Regions from separate parts of the Mus musculus genome. Here regions 1, 3, 4, 5, 6 and 7 are each linked to region 2. The links are chromatin contacts, called in public Hi-C, HiCAR-type and promoter capture Hi-C maps. All regions are on one chromosome and are shown on one strand. Each heading gives the region's core, a stretch centred on a gene start, on an enhancer-like site or on the middle of the called end of the contact. The rest is flanking DNA. Distances are from core to core; before and after follow the strand shown.

Region 1 (2,951 bases), core at 304-2,803, 2.0 Mb before region 2:
AAGCATGCTGTAGACCAGAATTGCAGTTGATGTGTTCATAGTCCCTGCTCTCTTCTTTGGCCATAGTAGTCATTGTTGATCACTTCCCATTGATAATCTCTCTCTCCTTATACTGCCCCAAATGGACTCCAGCAACCTAAGAGTTAGTACAAGGGAGGAAAGCTTGGTCAAGAATGTCAGATGGCAGGGAGGGGTGCAGAGGGGACGAGTTCTTCACACTCCCAACAGCTGTCCCTTGTTTAATGACCTATGATCTAGGAGGGTATTCTGTGGCCGCAGGTGGCCTGCTTTGAAAATGATCCTCTGGCTTTGGAGGAAGTTTTTTTTTTTTTTTTTTTTTTCTGTTTCTGCACAGGGGATGGGGGTGGGGGTTCCACACCCCCAATCTTGGAGGAACTGTGTTCGTAATATGACTCCCATTTCCCTCTACCTAGCTGTTATATAAGCTTCTTTGGGAAACCGGTGACTGTGATTGATGGGACCACATGGGACGTTTACAGATATTATATCTGCATGTCCCTGTCCTTTGTGTGTGTCCCCTGGGCCCCTCCCCACACTGGCATTCTTACCTACAAGTAGTCTGGCTTCTCTGGGTTCACGTGTCTAACAGGAGGCTCAGTGTGGATGACTGATGTGTTCATGGGCTTCCTGTGTCCACTGAACCATCGACCCCTTTGAAATCCATCTCTTGGAAGCCTAAGGAGGCCATCTCACCTTTACATGAAGCGCCAACCCCAAACATCAACCCATCATCTGCTTGGAATGGACCTGACAGGTTGTGTTGTCAGATGCGGGCTCCAGACATGCTCAGCAAAATCCTTATTCTGTTGGATGCTTTCCCAGCCCAGTCAGGATTGGGGCTCCTGGGAAACTGTCTACCACACCGCTGGCCCTTGTCTCTTTGCAGCCTGATGGGTGGTTATTGAGTATAGGGGAGAGGGACCCCAACATTGTTCTAGGGCTGGCCTCTGATTTTGCATTAGAAGTTTTTTTCCCTCAGGCCTGGCTGACAGCATCCCTATATTACCTGCCCACAAGTCTGATTCTACCTGAGGCTGAAGCAACCAGTGTCCTCAACTAGTCCAAGGAAATGTCATTGGTGCCCCAGAGCTGACCATGATTCATCTCCAGAGAGAGCCCGGGCCATGGGTTATCTGGTCACTCTTTATTCCGATGAATTATGAATTCTGCCTCTCTTCTTTATAAATGTGAAACCCTGTAAATGAGCTTCAGGGTCACCATTAAGAGATCTGAATGAAGTGACATGTCTGGGAGAAGTAGAGTTGAGGAGCAGTTCCTTGGGGACCCTGGTCCTCCATCAGGTTTAGAACCAGGAGGCCTGGGTATGGTGACTGTGCCCAGAGTCTAAAGGGGTCATTCTTGCAGGAGTAGGACAGTCAGTGCACCGAGTCCCCTGACGGTGGGGCCGGAGGGACAGAGGAGATTGCTAATTCGGATATCTGGAGCAAGTCTCCTTGCTCATGCGTGGAGCATCTCGAGCTCTCGAGGGTGATGTTATGCAGCTGTACTGTGGGAGGGCGGGGGTGTGCATCCCTTTAGTGAAGAAGCAAGCCCTGAGTGAGAGCTGGAAGGGAGGAGGCACCGCCCGCCCCGCCGCCGCTGCCCACCCGGGCTGTTTGTTTTGTTTTCTTTTTCCCCTCATGCTCAGTGGCACAGGAAACACGAGGAGAAAAGCACTCGTGGCCCTTCCTCCCGCAGCGCCTGCCAAGACCGCCGAGAAGAATAGCCGAGGAACTGGGAGAAAAAGCCGAACATTTTAACAGTGTGAACTTTGAAACGCTCTCTCTCTGACTCATGTTCGACAGTCTCTTCAATTCGAATTCACCTTCCCTCGTGTTGTTTTTCTCAAACTGGTAGGCTTGATTCCAAAGATGTGTCAATCAGCTGCTCCCTCCTGTGTGTGTGTGTGTGTGGTGTGTGTGTGTGTGTGTGTGTGTGTGTGTGCGCGCCTGTGTGCGTGTGCATGTGTGTGTCCTTTCTCCCAAGTCAACACACATGAATGCTGTTGGAACCCAGCCTTGACCTTCTTCCCTTCCTCAAGGCTGGCCTTCCACTTAGACCTGTTGAGTCTGTAATGGCCTTTGTAGGGGAAAGTCCGCATATTGATAATAGTCTTCTGCAAGAGGCCACAACCCTTCCTGGGGTCCCTAGACCTGCATCTTTAAAAGCATCCTTGCCGCACTTTAAGATATTCTGGGTAATAAGGAACTGGGTTATATAATATATGAGGTGTGTTGGTTTGGCTAGCTGGAGTCCAGCGTCTCATTGTTCAAAGGACCCCTTATTCATCTCCTTTACCACCAAGCACTGGCTGCATGTAGAGACTGCCTTCAGAGCACCTTGGCTTCAGTCTCCTGGCTCCTCAGACAGAGGGAAGAGAAAGCTTCTGGTTGGGCCAACTTAAGGCCTAGGCCTGCCCTAGAACCAATCCCTGTCTGGGCTCAGGCCCTTACCAAGACCTCTGACCAATCAGGGCTCAGGATAATGAAGGAGTTCTAAGACCTCCCATTACTGTGCTCTTCTCAGGAGTACGCTCAGTAGCAGGAGCAACCCCACCAACAGCCTTTCATCTGTTGTGCCTCCTGCTATCCCATGGCTCCGCTTCCACTGAGCACTCTTCCCCTTAAGGGCCAATCTCACGGTGCCCAGATGCGCACCCTGGTCCCTTCTCCTCAAGGCAGCAAGGATGAGTGTGTGCATAGAGAAGAACCAAGTTAAGACTCTGCCAGCCTGGGGGATGGGGGGTAAGGTGACGACACCTTGGTGGCCTGTTCCCGCTTCTCCCAGGGCCCAATGCCTTGGCCTTAAACTTCCTGTTGGTCACAATTGAGCTATTTTGGTATGTGGCCCAGATGTTGGGGAAAGTCAGTACCCCACCCTACTTCCCCTGGACTCAGTTTTCTCACACTTGCACACACTTCCTGATGACC
Region 2 (2,998 bases), core at 448-2,947:
GGCAGACCTAAACATCAAATGATACATATTATCTACAGGCCCTTAAACAAAGTCTTTTTGTTTGTTTGGGATTGTCTATTAAACACAATTATCGCTGTTGTCCCGTTGTCCAGATGAAGAAACTGGGACTCAGAGTGGTTAAACAACTTGTTCAAGGTCATGGAAGAATAGGAAAATTCTGCTTAGGAAAGCAGAATTGAAAAATAGGCCAGTTGACTTCCAAGTGTGGACTCTTAGCCACTGCATTGTTGTGTTTGCCTTTGTTGATTGGACTCTTCTGTCAGAGGACCTGTTGATTCCTGGGGGCTAAGTGCTGAACAAGATGGAGAGGTCCTAACCCTCACTGACCTCGAATTATATAAAGGAGACAGAAAAGAAGTCACTAGCTCCCATATGGGTAACTTAACAACTGTGATAACTGTTATAAAGGAGAGAGGCACATGGGTACAGCATGCGGAAAGGGGCGTGCAGCACTTCAAGCTTGGTTTTTCGGGACAGTTTCTCTAAGTAGCCCTGGTTGTCCTGGAACTCACTCTGTAGATCAGGCTGGCCTCGAACTCAGAAATCCGCCTGCCTCTGCCTCTCAACTGTTGGGATTAAAGGCGTATGCCACCACTGCCCAGCTGGCTTGAGTTTTGAAATATTCACAAGAATTAACCCTAAGTGTTTATCACTCAATGTTTATGAACATTTTCCGAATTTATTTATATGGGGGATTGAGCCAGACTGGAGATGAATTCAGCCTGGGATGTTCTTGCAAATCCAATTGCTAATGTCATTAATCCCTCAAGACAGTTTGATAGTGGTCGATGGTCCACACCCAGGACTGTGAGGAGTCAGGGCAGACCTTATAGTATGGTGTTCCCTAAATAAAGTTCTCTCAGGGTACAGTCCTGGTTAGAACCAGGATCCATTTACCTGGGGGTCCAATTCCCTTTGATTTGGAATATTAGCCCTCTCACATCAAACTAATTCCTGTCTCACAGTAGGCGCTTAATAAATGTTTATAAAAAGAACAAATGCAGTAGGGTACTTGTGACACAGGGCTACATGACTGTAAACTGGAGCTAAACCTGACTGAAAAATTAAAATAATTTTTAAAAATGGGTGTGAAGTGCTGGGCGGTGGTGGCGCACGCCTTCAATCCCAGCACGTGGGAGGCAGAGGCAGGAGGATTTCTGAGTTCGAGGCCAGCCTGGTCTACTGAGTGAGTTCCAGGACAGTCAGGGCTACACAGAGAAACCCTGTCTCGAACACCCCCCCCTACAAAAAAAAAGAATAAATAATAAATAAATGGATGTGAAGTATTCCAGAAGTCTGGACAAAGGCTGTGAGGAGACTCCAGCTAAATGCCTTACGGCTGCTGGTGAACTAAGATCGGGGCAGCCAAGGTACGTGCGGATCAAACTTGTCTGGCTCTAGAGATGCAGAAGCTGGAGACACGGTCCCTGGCCAGCTTAGCTGGGTCCCGCCGCGGCCTTTAAAGGCCTACCACGTGGCCGCCCGGGTGTCCAAGGTCCAGAGGCGGTGTCCACGCTGCGCCTGCGTGCTGCTAGAGCCGGTGTCCCGCCTCTGAGAACGCCAGTCCCGTAGCAAGGCAGAAAGCAGAGAGTGGGCGGAGTTAAGTCCGTATGCTAATAAAGGGGCGGAACTTGCGAGGCAAAACCGGCTCTGTCTCCCGGACCTCTAAGAGACCCGCCGCAACCCTCAGCCTCTTTCCACGAGCGCTGACGTCGACGACGACGTCCCATTTAAAAGCGGCCGCGCAGGCGCAGTGAGGGGAAATGCGAACTTAGGCTGTTACACAACTGCTGGGGTCTGTTCTCGCTGTCCGCCCGCCCGGCAGTCTGTCAGTCGCGTCGCTACCGCCGCTGCCTCCTCCACTGTCCCGGGAGTCTCGGGCCGGTGGCTGCTGTCGCCGTCTGTTCGTGCTTCTCAGGAGCTTCGTCCGCCCGTTCAGGCCGTCCCTGCCGTCCGCCTCTCTTCCCCCGCGCTGCCTCTGAGCCCGCAGCGTTCGCACGCCGGCCGACATGAGCGGGGACCATCTCCACAACGATTCCCAGGTGCGACCAGCCGGCCCCCGACTCGTCCCCAGCTGCTCGGGCCCGGGCCGGCTCCGGCCCCGGCCAGGGCCCCGGTCCCAGCCCCAGCCGGCCGCGCCGGGTTGACAGGCCCGAGTCTGCGATGAGGGGCGGCCGGTTGGAGTCGCTTGGATGGCCGGGTCCCGGGCGGAGCCGTCAAGTTGGAGTTTGGTGGGGGGATGGCAGCCCCGGGTAGGCCATTCGCGGGCCTCTGGGTTCCGGGGCGCCGGGTGGGCCCGAGCCCCGGCCCCCGGCCGCGCGCTCTCGTCCGCCGCCCCGGGGCTTCATGTGCCGGTTGTTTCATCTTCCCTCCTTTTCTTTCCTCAGATCGAAGCGGATTTCCGATTGAATGGTGAGTGTGCCCCCCGCCCCGCCCCAAGTGTCCCCACACGCCGCTGCCTGCCTCCCCCGCGCCGGGCCGGAGCCGGGCAGAGGACAGACATGGCGTCCCAGAGACTAAGTCCCGGCTCCTCGCTCACCGGCCCCATTGTTCCCATCGGGCCGCCTCTGGACCCCCTTTCCCGGGGTCTCAGCACCCCCAGATCACGGCCTTCTCCAGAGGGGGCACCGGAGACCCCGCGTCGACCGTCGCTGGGTCTCGGGCGGCCTTTCTCCGCCGGGATTCTTCCCGGGAAAGTCGCCTTGTCGACGGTCGGGACTTAGTCTCTGCGCCATTTTCTTTTTCTCTCTCCTCTCCTTTCTGTGCCTGTGTCTTTCTCTCCCTCCCTCAGCTCCTTCCTTGAGCTGTCCAGAAAGAGCTTTCTGCAGAGCAGAGCCATATAAATCACAGACCTCACCAAAGAAGGAAGGCTTAGGGACGGAATTATCTTTTATTTTTTCTTAATAGAACTTTATTTTGGAAGTTACTTGCTTTCTGCTTCATGTTTGCTTGCTTTCTTCTTCTTTTTTAATTTTTG
Region 3 (2,781 bases), core at 179-2,678, 1.9 Mb before region 2:
CGTGACATAAACTCAGATTTTGCTCGTGTGGTATATTTGCCCTGGCAGTTGAGCTAATGAGAGCCGATTCCGACCTAGTGCCTGCAGTGTCTTGCACTGTGTTAGGTCCTCTGCCCCTCATCTCCTTTAACACTTCTTTAAAGCTCAGTTTACAACTGAGCTTAAATGTCAGCCAGGTGATGGGCAAGCTAAGGATTCTGAATCAGGGTTACTTGTTTCCAACGCTTTCCGTAATTTGCCATTTCCCTCAAAGAATGAAGCATTTTCTTTTGGAGCTCTAAAAATGTATAGATTTTAAAGCCTCTTAATTTGTGGCTTCCTTGAGCCCAGCACAACTGTTCCATCCAGTAGAGGATGGAAACAGATGCAGAGACCCACAGCCAAATATTAAATGGAGCTTGAGGATGGGGGTGGGAGTGGGGGAGGAGTGTGTGGAAGAGTTGGGGGAAGGACTGAGGGCCCAGAAGAGGACAGGGCCTCCAAAGGAAGACCACCAGAGTCAACTAACCTGGACCCTTGGGGGCTCTCAGGGACTGAACTACCAACCAAAGAGCGAGCATGGGCTGTATCTGATGCAGAGTCCCCCAACAACTGGAGCAGGGGCTATCCCCGAGTCTGTTGCCTGCCTGCAGAGCCCATTCCCCTAACTGGGCTGACTTGTCTTGTCTTAGTGGGAGAGGATGCACCTAGTCCTGCAATGACTTGATGTGCGGGAGGTGGGGGTGGGGGATGGGGAGGTAGAAAAAGAGCATTTGATTTATAAACGGTTGCCTTGGAGGGAACACTGGGTGAATGCACTGGCCTCACTGATCTGATTTCTAGTCTCATCTTCCGGCCCAATGTGCTCCTGCGTTCCCACTTTGCGACATTTCTCTGAAGACCACAAGTTGCCTGTATCATTTCGGCTTTACTTGCTGATAATAAGCATCATTCTGTTTATCCAGCGTTTATTCATTTACAGTTTACCCAGCCCCACCCTCGCCTGGGAAACAAGAAGCTACAGTTCCAGGGAACACAGCAGCATTAACTGAATCATCAGACGCAGGAGGTCGTTACCGCTATTATCTCTCAGTATGAAAATAGGAGACTAAAAGAGACGCAGCTGCGATAGCATGTAAACACGAGCATCTCTCAGTTCACCGGGGAAACCCAGCCTCTGCTCACACTCTTAACGCTGGTGAGTGACAGCCTGGGAACACAGCAGCGCATTCCTAGAAGTTAGTGGCAACCCAGAGTGTCCAAGCAGGGTAGAGCAGCCAATCCGAGAGACAATATGGCCGCGCGGCATCACGTGGGCCAAGGAGAGGCCCTCAAAGGCAAGCCAAAGCGAGCTGCGATCACGTGATCCATAGTGGGGGGGGGGGGTGTTGCCGGAAGGCGTGGCTTCTTTTCGCTCTACCCGCCCCCCGCAGCCCCCGCGGAGGCTGCTGGCGGGCCACGCCCCTTGAGCCCGGAGGGACTCGCGCGGGTCTAGAGGGGCGGAGTCTTCTTCGTGACCTTTCACCCCAGCATGGCTGCGCCCTTGGGACCAGTGAAATTCTGGAAACCGGGTAAGGCAGGGCAGGGAGCCTGGGTAGATGCCCGGACATGACTTTCGGCCTGGGGACCCACCCGTGGGCCTGACCGGGGGAGGGCTGGGCACCACTCCTCCGCGCGCAAGGATGCTGCAGCCCACGGTGGTCCGGAGGAAGTCAAAGGCCTCCCTAAGCTGGGCGGAAACTCTGGGTGACCTTGTTGGAGTTTCTTAGCCTCCTCGGCACCTCTTGAGATGTAGAGTCCTGAAGCGCCCGTGTGTATCTTGCTGAAGTCCTGGGGCAGCATTGGGGCTCGAGAGGCAGTGCAGCTCAGTGGCTTAGAAGCTTGGGTTATGGAGTCAGAGCGCCCAGGTTCAAGGCTGCCTCTCTGCCTTGCATCAGTAGATGGAGAACCTTGAACTCTGCCCCCATCCCTCAGAACATCGCTCCCCTCACCTGGGAAGTGGGCGGAATACGAACACCTGTCCCGTGGGCGTGGAGTAGGGGGAGTACGTAGTCCGACTTAATGGCTCATAAAAGAGAAAATGTATTCCAGTGTTTTAGGGTAGGTCTTGCCCACTCTGAATGTTTACCACAAAGTGAACGCCCTCCTTCCTAGTGGCTGTCACTTTTCCTGTTTTGTAGGCTAACAAGTCACCATCTTTTGTTTTTGCATTTTCTCAGGTCGGGTTCTTGTTGAAATACCAGACCATGATCTGTGTAGGATGCGCCTTTTGTTCACGCTTTTCTTATAAACTAAACCAAACCAAGCTAAACCAAAACACTGTTTCTTAACTGGTACCAGCCTCTGCCCTTACTTTTTTACACATTTTCTTTTTTTCTCCTCTACCTGCACTCCAGAAGATCTGGGTGTATACATTATATTGTGATGATGATAGTTTGAGACAGAAAAGGCAACAAGGGACAGCTTTTAAAGAGTGTTTTAGATGCTCCCTGGAAATCTGACCATGTGCCTAAGTGTTAGAGAAATAAACTCATGAAGGTGACACATAATTATTTTTTTTTTTTTAAATCTGAACTGGATATGGTAGTCCATGGCTGTAATCCCAACACTTGGGAGGCAGAGGCAGGAGGATCTCTTGAATTTGAGGCCAGTCTGGTGTATATTCCAGGACAGCCAGGGTCACAAAGACATACCCTGACTCTCTCGTTTGTCACTTTCATGACTCAGCATTTTCAGGCATCAGCTGATTGTCCACCCCAGTAAGTAATGAGTTACCAACTTATTCAAGAGTTAACCAGCAGA
Region 4 (2,998 bases), core at 31-2,530, 2.0 Mb before region 2:
GAAAAGTAACTGAGTGTATTCAGCAAGTAGGAAATCAGGCAGGGTGTAGTGACCCTGCCTTTAATCCCAACATGTCTTTAATCCCAGCACTGAGGAGGTAGAGGTCACCGGATCTCTTGCTTTTAAATCCAGCATGATCCACATAGTGAGTTCTGAGCCAGTCAGGGCTGCTGAGTGAGACCCTGTCTTAAAAGAAAATAAAAAGGAAATCAGTACACTTGGTGTTGCTCCCGGCTTTACCGGTTCTATGGTTCTATCCCTGAGTGTTTCAAACAGGATTACGGGAGGATCCCTGAGACCTAAACTGTGAATCTTGTCTGCCTCCCCAGCTGCTTAGCCCTGGGTGCCTCTGGCTCTAATCTGGAGGCTGGGAAAGTGCAGGAACAAAGCCCTTTGTGGAGAAGAGAACCCCATTGTTCTAAAGTCAGCTTTCAGGGAATGCGGATTCCAGAGAATGTTTGGGATAGGGCTTTTCTCTTTGTCCACTTTCTCCCCTCTCCCTGGGGGGAGGAGCAATTTAAAGGAGCAACTTTCAAAATTAGATTAAACAGAGTTAAACCCATTGCCTTCGAGGGAAGGCACACACTGCAGGATCTTCTGCCCAGCAGCCGCCTAGGTTACATGACAGAAACCCAGGGCGTTTGGGTCTTGTTCTTAGCAGGAAACCTCAAGGAAGCAGCTGGGCCTAGATCTTCCGGGCACCTCAGCTGGTGAGAGTCATCAACCTAGGCATGACCACTTCCTTCCTCCTTCTCTTCACCTCCCCTCTTTCCAGAGCGAAAGAGTGACTGGACTCCACGTCACAGGCCATGGTCTATTGCCTTTTCTCAGGTAAAAGACCTATCTATATAGCCCCGTCCTCTAGATAAGGCCTGGCCAAGTTCCTGATGTTTGTGGAGCCTTCAGAATCAAGCTCAACGTGGGAGATTGACTTTCGGGCACTGAACTGACCCCATTCTCTGCTACTACAGGTAGGATATTATCCCTTTCTGGGCCTCACTGGGTCTATCTGTCAAATGGGAATAAAATACCACCCTGGCTTCCCCCCCTGTCTGTACTGGAGGTTAGAGGTGGGACACAGTCAAGGAGAACTATCCTGAAGCCTGACTGTGTCTCAGCTGCTTCCAAATTCCTGCAGCTCAGAAAAGGGGTCTTCATTTGGAGGGCGCTAAGATCTAGACCTTCTTGTTGCTCGGTGACAAGCCCCTTGGGGATGCGCGGGCCCACCCCTTTCCCCCGGGAGCTGAGGCTCCGCCTTAAGGGAGGAGTCAAGAGGCGGCACGGTGGCTCGCTACCCAGCCGAGCTGGCTCTGTCGCCGCACCACCAGCTGCGGCTCTGGGACCTGCGGATCGAGCCGGGGCCGGAGCCGCCCGGGGTAGGGCTCGAGAGAGCGGGTGAGTTGAGCGGCGCCGCATTCCTCTCTGCACTCTGCGGATCCGGCGGGCAGGTGTCTCGGGCCCTTCCAGTCTGGCTGGTGGAGAGGGGTGGCTCAGCCAAGGGAGGGTGGCTTAAGATAATTGGGGAGGGGGGCGGTGGCGGTGGAGTGTGCTGGAAAGGTGCAGTCTCCCACATCTCGCTATCGGATGGGGAGGCTGGTGTAGAGAGTGAATTGGCAGGGCTGCGATGGCTGGATTCTGGGGGGCGATGTGAGGTCCGTGGTCTGTCTGGGCTACTGTCTGCCAGGGTTACAAGGCTGGGTGATGAAACCACAGAACACCAGACGCCCTGGGCAAGCGGTCTACGAGCCCGGCATGGGGGCGCCGCCCCCTCGCGTGGCGGCGCTTGGTCTGGGCAGGCAGCGCGCTGAGAGCGCTGCTCCGGGGGTGGGAAAAGTCCCGGGGGCAGGCGTCCCTAAGGGCAAACCTGACCTAGTGCGGGATCTCCACCCCTAGAGAGTGTCGGTCGGTCCCGGTAGCCCCCGGCGGGGTGATTCCCCAGAAGGGATGCTCTCGGCCTCTTCGCCCGCCGCCTTGGGCGCGAGCTGCGGGTCCCGGCGCCCAGAGCGCTCCACTCCTCGCGAGTCCCGCGCATCCGTTCCCGCAGGGAGCAGCGCCCCCGAGCGCCCAAGACAGGCAGAAACGGCGCAGCCCTACCCCAGAGGTCAACTGAGGGGTCTCCCACAAGGTCACGCAGAGCACCCTGATCGCCCCGAGTGGGAGCGAGGAGCCGGAGGCTCTCCTACCCGCCTCCGTAGCGGATGCAGACTCTCTTCCTCTGCGCTCCCCTCCCAGCCCTGCCTCCAGCTTTACGGAAGATGTTGCTGATGCAGCTTCCAGCCCCGGGCGGATAATCGGGTCTAGGTGAGCTGTGACTACGGCCCTCTCTGCAACCCACTGGAGCGCCACCACTACTGGCCAGGCCTGGAAGCCTTTGCTCTCCTGGAATCAGAAGGGGGGGGGGGCAGAGATGAGGCTGCACAGAACGGAAAGCCGGTGCTTGTGCGCCCATGTGATTACACTGCTCATAAAGGGCTCCTGTTCTTGCTGTCAGAGGCGCCCACCAGCTCCTGGTTCCCGGGAGCACCAGGTGCGGCCTGTGAATCGCCCTCTGTAGAGGACCCGGAGCCCGATAGTGCCAGGCGCCGTTTCCCTCCAGGCTATCTGGGGAAGGGGCTGGCGGTCGCTCCAGGCCCTCGGGGGGTGGGGTGGGGGGACTTCTCTGTGCGCCTTATCCTGCCATTTCCTGCAGCCAGTAAGGTACCGGAGTAGAAACGGCCTCCGTGGGGAGGGAGCTTTCCTTCCAGGCTGAGCTCCGCACAGCTCAGCTGAAGACTTGCTGTCTGCCCGCGGGCCCTGCACTCGGTTCCCCATCACCACAGATCTCTAAGAAGTGGGGTGAATGGTCGCTGTAGGGTAACAGGGAGGCCTCCCGCGAAGCTCTTGGTGCATCGGAGCATCATGGATGACCCTGCTAGGCAAACCCGCCTTTAGTGAGGGTTTGAGCGGGGCGTGTCCCCTAGCCAGGTGCAGAAGTGGAACCCTGGTGGGTGGTTCTGCA
Region 5 (2,957 bases), core at 124-2,623, 1.9 Mb before region 2:
CTTTTTCCTTTAGCTTATAGTGGAGAGCAATGCTCTACGTCATTCAATGGGATCATAGATTATGATCTCTGATTATCCTTGCTTTTAACCCAGGAAACAGAGGCAAAGACACTGTGTGACTGTACAGCCTCAGGCCTGGCCCCTGTCCTTATTACATGCAAGAGCTGGTTCGATTTGATAGAGGAAGGTAGTCTTCTGCATCCTGGATGCCAGAGTGGGGACACAGGAAGCTCTTGCCTTTGGGCTTGAATAACTTCCCTGAGAAGGCTGGAACCAGGGAAGGATGAAGAGAGGGAGGAGATCCTCACAGCAGTACTGGTTTGTTTTAAGTTTACAGAGGTAGAGGCAGGGGGTTAGAAAGCCAAGGTCATCCTTCGCTACAAGATATGAGAAAGGGAGAGAGAGAGAGAGTGAGAGAGACCTTTAAGCGAAGAAGTAGATACCACAGTGGATTAGTATATAGATGTATATGTATGAGCATATATGTATGTGTATATGTATATAGATATATATGTGTATGTTTGCAAGGTCTTCTGTGACCTCTCTTAGGATTGACACAGAATAAGATGGCTTCGAACTCCAGATTCTCCTACCCTAACCTCCCATGTGCTGGGAGTGTGCCACCACCCCCAGCTCTGCACCACTGAGAAAAAAAGACATTTATTTATTTTTATTTAATGTGTATGTTTGTGTGCTACGTATGCATACAGTGTCCGTGGATACCAGAAAGGGCATCATCAGATTCCCTGGAAGCATTATAGGTGGTTAGAGGTTGCCAGGGGAGACAGTGCTAAACCCAGATCCTCTGGAAGTGCTCTTAACTGATGAACCACCACTCCAGGCTCTATCTCTGTCTCTTTGTCTCTCTTCCTCCCCATCTTTTCCCTTCCTTCTCCCTCCCCCTCCCTCCGTCCCTCTGTCCTTCTCTCCTTCTCACTTGCTCTCTGTATTGATAAGTTAATGATTAGATGCAGGGTGGAGTGGCAATGAGGCTGATCACACCAAAATAAGCATGTCCAGGAGCAAGTCCTACCCCTAGTCCGAGTCCTTGAAGCACCATGTTATAGGGCACTCGGCAGGGGGCGTGCTCGGACAGTGCGGGGCTATGTCCCGGGTTGGCAGGGTTCTGGAGCCGCTAGGGCGGGGTAAAGTCAGATTTAAATTCCGCTCAGCCATCAGGCAGTGAGAGCAGAGGGTGGGCGGGTTCTGTCTCAGGAGCAACCAATAGCAATGAGGGGGCAGAGCCTTTGGTACGCATGGGAGACATCCAGCCAATGGGATTGCTGGGGCGGGGCGGCGAGCCAATAGAGCGGGCTGGTTTGATTCAAAGATGCCTATAAAAACTCAGACTACCACCGTAGACAAGTGGATCGGTTCTGGGCACTGCCATGGCTGCTCGCTTCGAGCTGTTGGACGACCTTCCCGCGGCCTGCCTGTCTCCGTGCGGACCGCCCAACCCCACGGAGCTGTTCAGCGAGGCGCGGCGTCTGGCTCTCGAGCAGCTGCTGGCCGGTGGTCCCGACGCCTGGGCCGCCTTCTTACGGCGTGAGCGGCTGGGCCGCTTCCTCAACGCCGACGAGGTGCGCGAGGTTCTGGGCGCTGCCGAGCGGCCGGGCGAGGATGGGGCGGCGGTAGCGGAGGACTCGTTCGGCTCCTCTCACGAATGCTCGTCGGGCACCTACTTTCCGGAGCAGTCGGACCTGGAACCGCCGGCGTTGGAGCTCGGCTGGCCTTCCTTCTACCAGGGTGCCTACCGCGGTGCCACGCGTGTCGAGGCTCATTTCCAGCCCCGCGGCGCGGGCGCCGGAGGCCCGTATGGCTGCAAGGATGCGCTGCGCCAGCAGTTGCGCTCCGCCCGAGAGGTGAGCGGCCCCCTGGCAGCGGGTAGGGGAGGAGCATCGGCCTTCTGAAAATTGAGTCATGTCGTAGTTCCAACTTCTGTTATTGGTACCCCTGGAACAGAGCGACTGTTAGTTCAAACCAAAGTGGATTGCAGAATTCCAGGGACGTCAGCTGACATTAGGTCTCACTTTCAGGAGCTAAGTAAAAGCTTAGTTTTACCCAAAAGATGATACCCGGAGACCATGGGGAGATCTGTAATTACCACTTTTCCACGCTTCTTAATGTTGTAGACAGATAAATTCGAGCAGTCGGTTTATCTCTTTCACTTCTGTGAGTGAGTCTGGTGGGAGATATTTTTAACCCACAGTGCCTGGGACTGTTCCAAGTAGCATTGATCCAAAATGCAAATATTTGTGCTTTAGATAAGCCACTGGTTACAATGGGTTTTTATCTTAGCTAGTGTCAGACTGCCCGATTGGCCTGGGGTGGAGTATAGAGTCTGGCCTGCCATAGATCAGGGAGAAAGGGCTCCACTTGGGAGGGTGTGGCTACAAGTTTGCATGCTGGTGAACACTGCTCCATTCCCAGACCTTTTGACTGCCTGGAACATGACGGGCAAAGCCTCAGACCATGTCAAGACTTAGTAGGCCTGGCACCGCTATATGTTAGGGTGCGGATCAGGTTGACATCACCAAGTCTAGGAGCAAGTTTGCGTTCTGTTTTTGTCTTTTGTTTTTTGTTTTCCTCTCTGCAAGACAAGGTCACTGTAACCCAGGCTTACCTGGAACTTACAGGCTTCAATTTCAGGCAATCCTCCTGCCTCTGCCTTCCTAGTGCCAAAGCCAAAGTTCTGATGCTGGTTCTGTACCTGACAGGCAGGACTTTGAGGATAAGAGTGTAGGTGACCAAGCTGTTCAGGGAATAGTATGGCTATGGCTGGATTCATGTTAATCCTGTGAGCTTTGGGTGGGCTGAGGGTCCGTTTGATGCTGGAAATGTTTCACTTGTGAGTTCAGTACAAAATTATAAAGCGTTTGGAAGAGGCAAAATTGTGGGCTAAGGGTGCATGCCCAAAGCTTCCCTCTGGGAGGAGAATTTGAGCACTCCTTGGGGAC
Region 6 (2,700 bases), core at 159-2,658, 1.9 Mb before region 2:
TGTCCTCTTTGTGGGGCCACTATTTGGAATGGCTTGAGTTTCCATGTGGAGCCGGAAGCCAGCTTTATCCTCTTCTCTACCCAGGAAACCTAGGGTGGAGCAAGGCAAGCATGAGATGACCCTGGGCTGTGAAGGACCCACTTGGAGGCTCCACCTCCATGTGCATGGCTTCAGCACAGAGCCTGGCACTGACCAAGCCCACACCCTTATGTGTCACCTTCATTTCTAATGCAGCATCTCAGCTGTGGCTATAAGTTAGTGGCAGTCCCCAGACCACAAGTGACAGAGCAGGGTTCCTGGCTCCTGGCACAATCTTCACTTGCCTGTCTTGTGAGGGTATCAAGTCTTGCCTGGTTTTTCAGAACCCTGTAAAGTTTGATTCTTGCTCCTGGTTTTAGGGGGAAGCTTATTATAGTCTGTGGCTCCCTGTGGGTCACAGGGGCATCCTTTTAATAGAGTGTGCATGTGTGGGCCCTGCGACTTGCCTGCTTGCCGTATGACTCTCAGCAAGGGATTTGATCTCTCTGAGCCTTTTCACGTTGGTTGTAGAACTGGGGTCCCGGGAGCACGTTCCTGAACATTCTTGGGAAGAGTGAATGGGGTGCCACAGAAAGTGAGCAACCAAGGTGTCTTGTCCACAGCAGGTGGTTTGCTGTTGTAGGTCCACCAGCCTTTTCTCACCATGGAAGGGGAGGGTAGTATGAGGGGCAACCTGGGCCCAACGTACATCTACTTTTTGGTTTTGTTTTTTTGAGACAGGGTTTCACTCTTTATAACTTGCTAGATTGGAACTCTGTGTAGACCAGGCTTGCCTGGAACTCGTAAAGATCCACTTGCCTCTGCCTCCTGATTGCTGGGATAAAAATGTGTGCACCTCTACTCTTGGCTCTGCACTTTTTTTTCTTTTTTTTTCTTTTTTTTAGAAACGTCTATTCAGTTCAAAGTGATGTTTTTAAAGGGCACTACACTATACTTAGCTTCTTTGACTTCTGCAGCCATTATGTGGATATGCAGCGGATGACGCTGATGTAGGGTGTGGCCCCAGGGGATGGCCTGGTTAAAGATCTACCCCTGTACTGAAGACCAGCTTCCTGTGGGGTCCAGCCAAGAATCACCAAGGTACATGGTTCAGACCCTGGGCTCTGGAGCGAGACCATTTGGGCTCCAACCCCAGCTCCATTCAGTAACCTCAGAAAGACCACTCTGTGCCTCAGTTTCTCCATTGCTTGAGTGAGGCCCTGTTCTCGAGTAATTTTTGGCACAGAGACGGTTCCCTCTGGGTTATGTCAGCATCTGTCGTCAGTTGGCATTTCCCTCCAAAATTGGGCCTGTGTCTGCCACACTGTGTGTCAGTCTTACGCAGGCTGTGGTCGCTGTGGGACTCGGGTTGTCTTTGTCTTTGGTGGCTGTGCAGGGCTGAGGTTAGGTACACAGGTGTCTGCCTGGGCCCGTGGTTTTCATCTGTGGTGGTGGCTTTCCCCTTTAACCTTCTGGGGAACATCACACCATTTGCTCTTACTCGTGAAGCTTTGTTTACCCCACATCCTCACCAGCACTTGTGATTCATATTCTCTCTCTGTCTCTGTCTGTCTGTCTGTCTGTCTGTCTGTCTGTCTCTGCCTTTGGCTCTCCCTCTCCTTCTCTCTGTCTCTCCCTCTCCCTCTCTTCCTCTCTCTGTCTTTCTCCAGTTGTATGTAGCCCAGGCTGGCCTCAAACCTTCTACATAGCTAATGACCTTGAATCCCCAATCCTCCTGCCTCTACCTCCCCAGTGCTGGGATATGCTTGAGCTATAATGCTTGACTCGTTGCCCTGAAGCCATTAATAGAACTATCCTGTGGGTGTGTACTCAAGTCACTTTCGTTTCTTCTAGATGCTTGTGCAAGGGATACTGTACAGTATGGCCCCCAGGGCTCCTTTTGAGGGAGGTACTGGATTAAGGGTTTCAAAAAACCCATCTCGTGGCCTGTGGAAGAGATGGTCCTTATGCAAGGGGGCAGCGCTCTTGTGCCCACCCTCACTCCCTATCCCCCTACTCCCGTATACCCCTGCTTGTAGCTGAGCGTATTCGTCTTCCTTCACAGACACCTGTGAGCCTTGTGTCAGGATGCCTGAGGTTCCTTAGTGAGCAACAGCCGACAGCCGGGACCCCTGCCCAGTGGGGCTGATGACCCTTAGGAGAGCTGATAGCCTGAGACTAACTGGAAGGTGACTGGGCATGGGGGTGGGCTCAGTGGCCAAGCACCTGCCCAGCATTCAGGAGGCTCTGAGTTTGATTCCCAACCTGACAATAATAATAATAATAATAATAATAATAATAATAATAATAATAATAATAATGATGATGATGATGACTAAATGGCAAAGGTCTCTTAGGGCAGATCTCTCTGAGGAAGTGACTTAAGTGACATGAATCCCTGCAGGGTCTAGACATAGAGGTAAATGGCACAAGTAGGGATCTGGGGCAGAGATCCCTGGTGATTGCGTGCCAGCCTGAGAGGTATGACTCCAGTGGGCAGGGAGCTGTCAGGGGAGGCCAGGCTGTATGGATGCCCGACCAACTTCCTTGTTGCCTTTCCAGCTGTGGTGGAGAGCCAGGCCAGCACAGGGCAGCTTCTCCCAGGGTCTAGCTCCATCTCATCTCATCCCAGGGCTGGGACTGGGGAGTGGGCCAGGGTCAGTTGCCTCAGAGAGCACAGGA
Region 7 (2,754 bases), core at 16-2,515, 1.8 Mb before region 2:
GCTAACTTCTGAGGGCACAGAGTGAAATTCTGGTAGACAGTCCTGGCCTTTAATGAGCTTTCCTCTCAGCCTGCTGGCACTGCTAGGCACAGGTACCATGATGTTCCAGAGCTGCTGTCTGTCTGTCTGTCTGTCTCTTTCACTGGGAGTGGTTCTGAGACATCCACCACCCCCACTGCCCATGCCCACAGAGCTTACCTTCCTGCCTTCTTAGTGTGCAGATGGAGTTCCAAGTCATTAATGCCCTCCTGTGTCCAGCACCCACTTACGCTGTCTTTCCATTCCTCTTTTACGCGGTTTCCTAGGGATTAGTGGGGCTGGATGTAAGTGTGTGGGTAGACTTGGGACATGAAGGGGAACCTTTATTTCTTTGAGGAATTGCAGAGTTGTAGGTATAGTAATTGTGTGGCTAAGGAATTATTTATTTTTGAGGCAGGATTTCTCTGTGGAGCCTAGGCTGGCCTCAGCCTCCGAGATCTCCCTACCGTTGCCTCTCAAGGTCTGGGACGTAAAGACAGGCACCACCATTCTCAGCAATATTTTTAGTTTTAGGTAATTTTATTTTGTGTGTTGTGCCTGCATGTCTGTCTGTGCAGTACATGTGTGCCTGGTGCTGAGGTGGTCAGAGGAGTGTTACTGGAATAGGAATTGCAGGTGAGTCTTAGCTGGCACATGGGGGCTGCGAGCTGAACCTGGCACCTCTGCATTTGCTTTTAACCGCTGAGCCATCTTCCAGCTCTAACTCAAATGATTTTTTTAAAGTGGAAATGGACACCGGCATTTGGTGTCAAAGAAGCCATGTGATAAGATACGGACTGAAGCTGGGCAAGTGGATCTGGGTGGAAGGTCACTGAGCCTTTAGTCGTAGCTGCTTTAGCAAGGGCGTGGTTGGGAAAGACCAGGGACAGTAAGCAACGGTTAGTGCCCACCCTTCAGATTGCCAGCAGATCTTCAGAGCCTGCAGCTCTTCTTTACTCAGATAATTTGGTGTTCCAGAACTTTCCAAGGCTTCTCCTTAGCTCCTCTGCTCTCACTCCTACTCTGCCTGGTTCTCAGCTACTCCGTTCTTAGACACGTGATCTGCTTCCCGCTTTGCCATGCATACCTCTGATGCCTTGGGCTTGTCTGTCTTTGTATCTTCTCAGAGAGGCCGGCCTTTCAGCTAGTGACTTGTTTCTGCCTTGGCCAGTGGTGTGCCTGGGGAGTGTAGTTGTCCTGGTAACAGTACTATAACCACAAAGATCCTCCTGATACTCTTGGCAGCTCCTGTGTAGCTTTTCTCAGTTTCTGCTCATCTCTTTCCTGAGCCTCCCATGGTCCACGGCAGGGGCATATGTCCCTCTTGGGCCTGTTTTTTGGTCTTGATCCAGGTCCCTCCTACCTCTGAAGTCTCCAGGGCCATTGCGTGAGGCCTCTGCCCCTCTTGACCTCTGTGCCCCTGGCTCTGGGGCCTTTGCAGCTTTCCTGTGTCATCACATCTTTTTGTCTCTGAGAATCAACACCTGCTTCTCTCAGCATCTTCTCAGTGGGACCAGCCTCTCAGCTAATGACTTGTTTCTGCCTTGGTCAGTGGTGTGCCTGGGGAATGTGGTTGTCTTGGTAACAGAACAGTAACCACAATGTTCTTAAAGCTAAAGAACTTCTTTCCTTGCTTGCCATCTAGAACCTTCCCGCTAGACCCATGCATTTGGCAATTTATGTTACACAGTCCAGAATATTGGTTGTCTCTTTTCTCAGGAAAACCTTTCTAAAGTTCTTACAGATAGTAGTGTTTCTCCAGGAGACTTGGCTGTAATTCATTTTCCTCTCTAGTTAACTGCAGCCTTCTGGTCTAAATGGAGACTTCGTGATGCTTGTGTGTAAGGAGGGTGTGTATCTGTACAGCGGTCAGTACAGCGTTGACTTACATGGGAGGGTTTGGCGTGTAATCCATAGGCTTTCTGAATACACAGGGAAAGTGATTTCAGAAAAGCCTTCCTTTCTCCCCACCCTTTGATCTGGTTTTCAGAAAGTCCTCCCCTGACTCTCTATCCTTCCCCTCCTCCCCCATCTCTGTGCCTCGGGGTGCTTCTCCGGTTTGAGGTCACCTTTTGTTCCTGTGGGACAAGCAAGTACAGGATCCTGGGTGTGACTGCATTTGGCTCCTTGGTTTAAAAACTAGGTTTGTATGAATTCTGCTCTCTGTGATGAGATCCTTCTTCAGAGTCTAGGGCAGCTCTGGTGATTTATTTTTACATTTTTCTTTGCTTATTTTGCTGTTCTTGCTTCCTTGAAGCGCTCTGCCTTATGCAGAGTGAACAGCAACTGGGCCTGAGAGTAATTACCCAAATGCTTGCTACTTTCGTTTTGCTGACAAAAGCATTTGAAAAGCAAGGTTTGGAAGTAAAGGAGAGTGCTTTTGTAAAGGGGTACTGTTCAACTCTCTATGCTTTTGAAGTAGAACGTCCTTCCTAAACGTAAAAATAACTTTGTATCATAATGTTGTACATGTGGTCCCAGAATCCCAGAGCTCTTGTTCACGGTAGAGAAGGTGGACTCTGCCGATGTACAGGTGCATTTGAGTGTCACGTTTGATCTGTTTCTGATTTCCTATCCTTAGAGGAAGCCTTTGACCAGCTACCTCAGTCCACCGTCCCTGAGATGCAGCGCAGCAATTTGGCCCCCGTCATCCTGCAGCTAAAAGCCCTAGGGATAGACAATGTCCTCAGGTTCCACTTCATGTCTGTAAGTCCTGCTTCTGGTTGAGGGGCTCAT

What was found. Promoter capture Hi-C pulls out the DNA fragments that hold promoters and counts their contacts. A called contact is a pair of places that touch in the nucleus more often than the background predicts. HiCAR-type assays count read pairs that join an accessible place to other places.
Region 1: a promoter capture Hi-C map of hippocampal neurons shows a contact between it and region 2, with 6 times the contacts expected there. The contact joins the enhancer-like site here to the promoter of Top1 in region 2. A contact is called at or near these places in 4 of 39 promoter capture datasets (the C10 cell line, hippocampal neurons, maxillary cranial neural crest and 1 more) and 5 of 115 datasets of contacts at active chromatin or transcription factors (astrocytes, embryonic forebrain, embryonic stem cells and 2 more).
Region 3: a HiCAR-type map of astrocytes shows a contact between it and region 2, with 6 times the contacts expected there. The contact joins the promoter of Dhx35 here to the promoter of Top1 in region 2. A contact is called at or near these places in 11 of 39 promoter capture datasets (the 3T3-L1 cell line, the C10 cell line, cranial neural crest and 5 more), 1 of 484 Hi-C or Micro-C datasets (CD4 T cells), 17 of 115 datasets of contacts at active chromatin or transcription factors (the NIH/3T3 cell line, SST interneurons, acute myeloid leukemia and 11 more) and 3 of 9 other capture datasets (adipose tissue, macrophages and pancreatic islet).
Region 4: a contact with region 2 is called in a HiCAR-type map of astrocytes, with 5 times the contacts expected there. The contact joins the promoter of Ppp1r16b here to the promoter of Top1 in region 2. A contact is called at or near these places in 2 of 39 promoter capture datasets (the C10 cell line and pre-B cells) and 9 of 115 datasets of contacts at active chromatin or transcription factors (astrocytes, embryonic forebrain, embryonic hindbrain and 6 more).
Region 5: a promoter capture Hi-C map of pre-B cells shows a contact between it and region 2, with 8 times the contacts expected there. The contact joins the promoter of Fam83d here to the promoter of Top1 in region 2. A contact is called at or near these places in 13 of 39 promoter capture datasets (the 3T3-L1 cell line, 3T3-L1-derived adipocytes, the C10 cell line and 9 more), 1 of 15 datasets of contacts at CTCF or cohesin (large pre-B cells), 2 of 484 Hi-C or Micro-C datasets (B cells and embryonic stem cells), 8 of 115 datasets of contacts at active chromatin or transcription factors (the 230-238 cell line, cardiomyocytes, embryonic limb bud and 5 more) and 1 of 9 other capture datasets (adipose tissue).
Region 6: a contact with region 2 is called in a Hi-C map of B cells, with 7 read pairs. The contact joins the enhancer-like site here to the promoter of Top1 in region 2. A contact is called at or near these places in 2 of 39 promoter capture datasets (hippocampal neurons and pre-B cells), 1 of 484 Hi-C or Micro-C datasets (B cells) and 2 of 115 datasets of contacts at active chromatin or transcription factors (embryonic stem cells and large pre-B cells).
Region 7: a contact with region 2 is called in a HiCAR-type map of astrocytes, with 4 times the contacts expected there. The contact joins the enhancer-like site here to the promoter of Top1 in region 2. A contact is called at or near these places in 7 of 39 promoter capture datasets (the C10 cell line, cranial neural crest, hippocampal neurons and 3 more), 11 of 115 datasets of contacts at active chromatin or transcription factors (acute myeloid leukemia, astrocytes, embryonic forebrain and 6 more) and 1 of 9 other capture datasets (embryonic stem cells).

What each region holds. Positions count from the first base shown.
Region 1 is chr2:158,686,403-158,689,353 of GRCm38.p6, forward strand. The region is part of intron 1 of Ppp1r16b (protein phosphatase 1, regulatory subunit 16B); the gene reads left to right. Among named protein-coding and RNA genes, the nearest start is that of Ppp1r16b, 21 kb to the left of the region's middle. Within about 2 kb of position 1,554, at least 58 of the 459 cell types and tissues checked have an H3K27ac peak or open chromatin away from gene starts, as enhancers often do. A contact at or near this core is called in hippocampal neurons, where this site is marked.
Region 2 is chr2:160,644,200-160,647,197 of GRCm38.p6, forward strand. It overlaps Top1 (topoisomerase (DNA) I), which reads left to right and starts at 1,698. Exons shown (of 21, transcript NM_009408.2): 1 at 1,698-2,063; 2 at 2,409-2,433. The coding sequence starts at 2,031.
Region 3 is chr2:158,793,379-158,796,159 of GRCm38.p6, forward strand. Dhx35 (DEAH (Asp-Glu-Ala-His) box polypeptide 35) reads left to right here and starts at 1,429. Exons shown (of 22, transcript NM_001372513.1): 1 at 1,429-1,550. The coding sequence starts at 1,511.
Region 4 is chr2:158,665,855-158,668,852 of GRCm38.p6, forward strand. It overlaps Ppp1r16b (protein phosphatase 1, regulatory subunit 16B), which reads left to right and starts at 1,281. Exons shown (of 11, transcript NM_001159662.1): 1 at 1,281-1,395.
Region 5 is chr2:158,766,726-158,769,682 of GRCm38.p6, forward strand. It overlaps Fam83d (family with sequence similarity 83, member D), which reads left to right and starts at 1,374. Exons shown (of 4, transcript NM_027975.2): 1 at 1,374-1,862. The coding sequence starts at 1,389.
Region 6 is chr2:158,717,948-158,720,647 of GRCm38.p6, forward strand. The region is part of intron 2 of Ppp1r16b (protein phosphatase 1, regulatory subunit 16B); the gene reads left to right. Among named protein-coding and RNA genes, the nearest start is that of Fam83d, 49 kb to the right of the region's middle. Within about 2 kb of position 1,409, at least 70 of the 459 cell types and tissues checked have an H3K27ac peak or open chromatin away from gene starts, as enhancers often do. A contact at or near this core is called in B cells and pre-B cells, where this site is marked.
Region 7 is chr2:158,832,271-158,835,024 of GRCm38.p6, forward strand. It overlaps Dhx35 (DEAH (Asp-Glu-Ala-His) box polypeptide 35), which reads left to right. Exons shown (of 22, transcript NM_001372513.1): 13 at 2,600-2,724. Among named protein-coding and RNA genes, the nearest start is that of Dhx35, 39 kb to the left of the region's middle. Within about 2 kb of position 1,266, at least 48 of the 459 cell types and tissues checked have an H3K27ac peak or open chromatin away from gene starts, as enhancers often do. A contact at or near this core is called in astrocytes, embryonic stem cells and stem cell-derived neural progenitor cells, where this site is marked.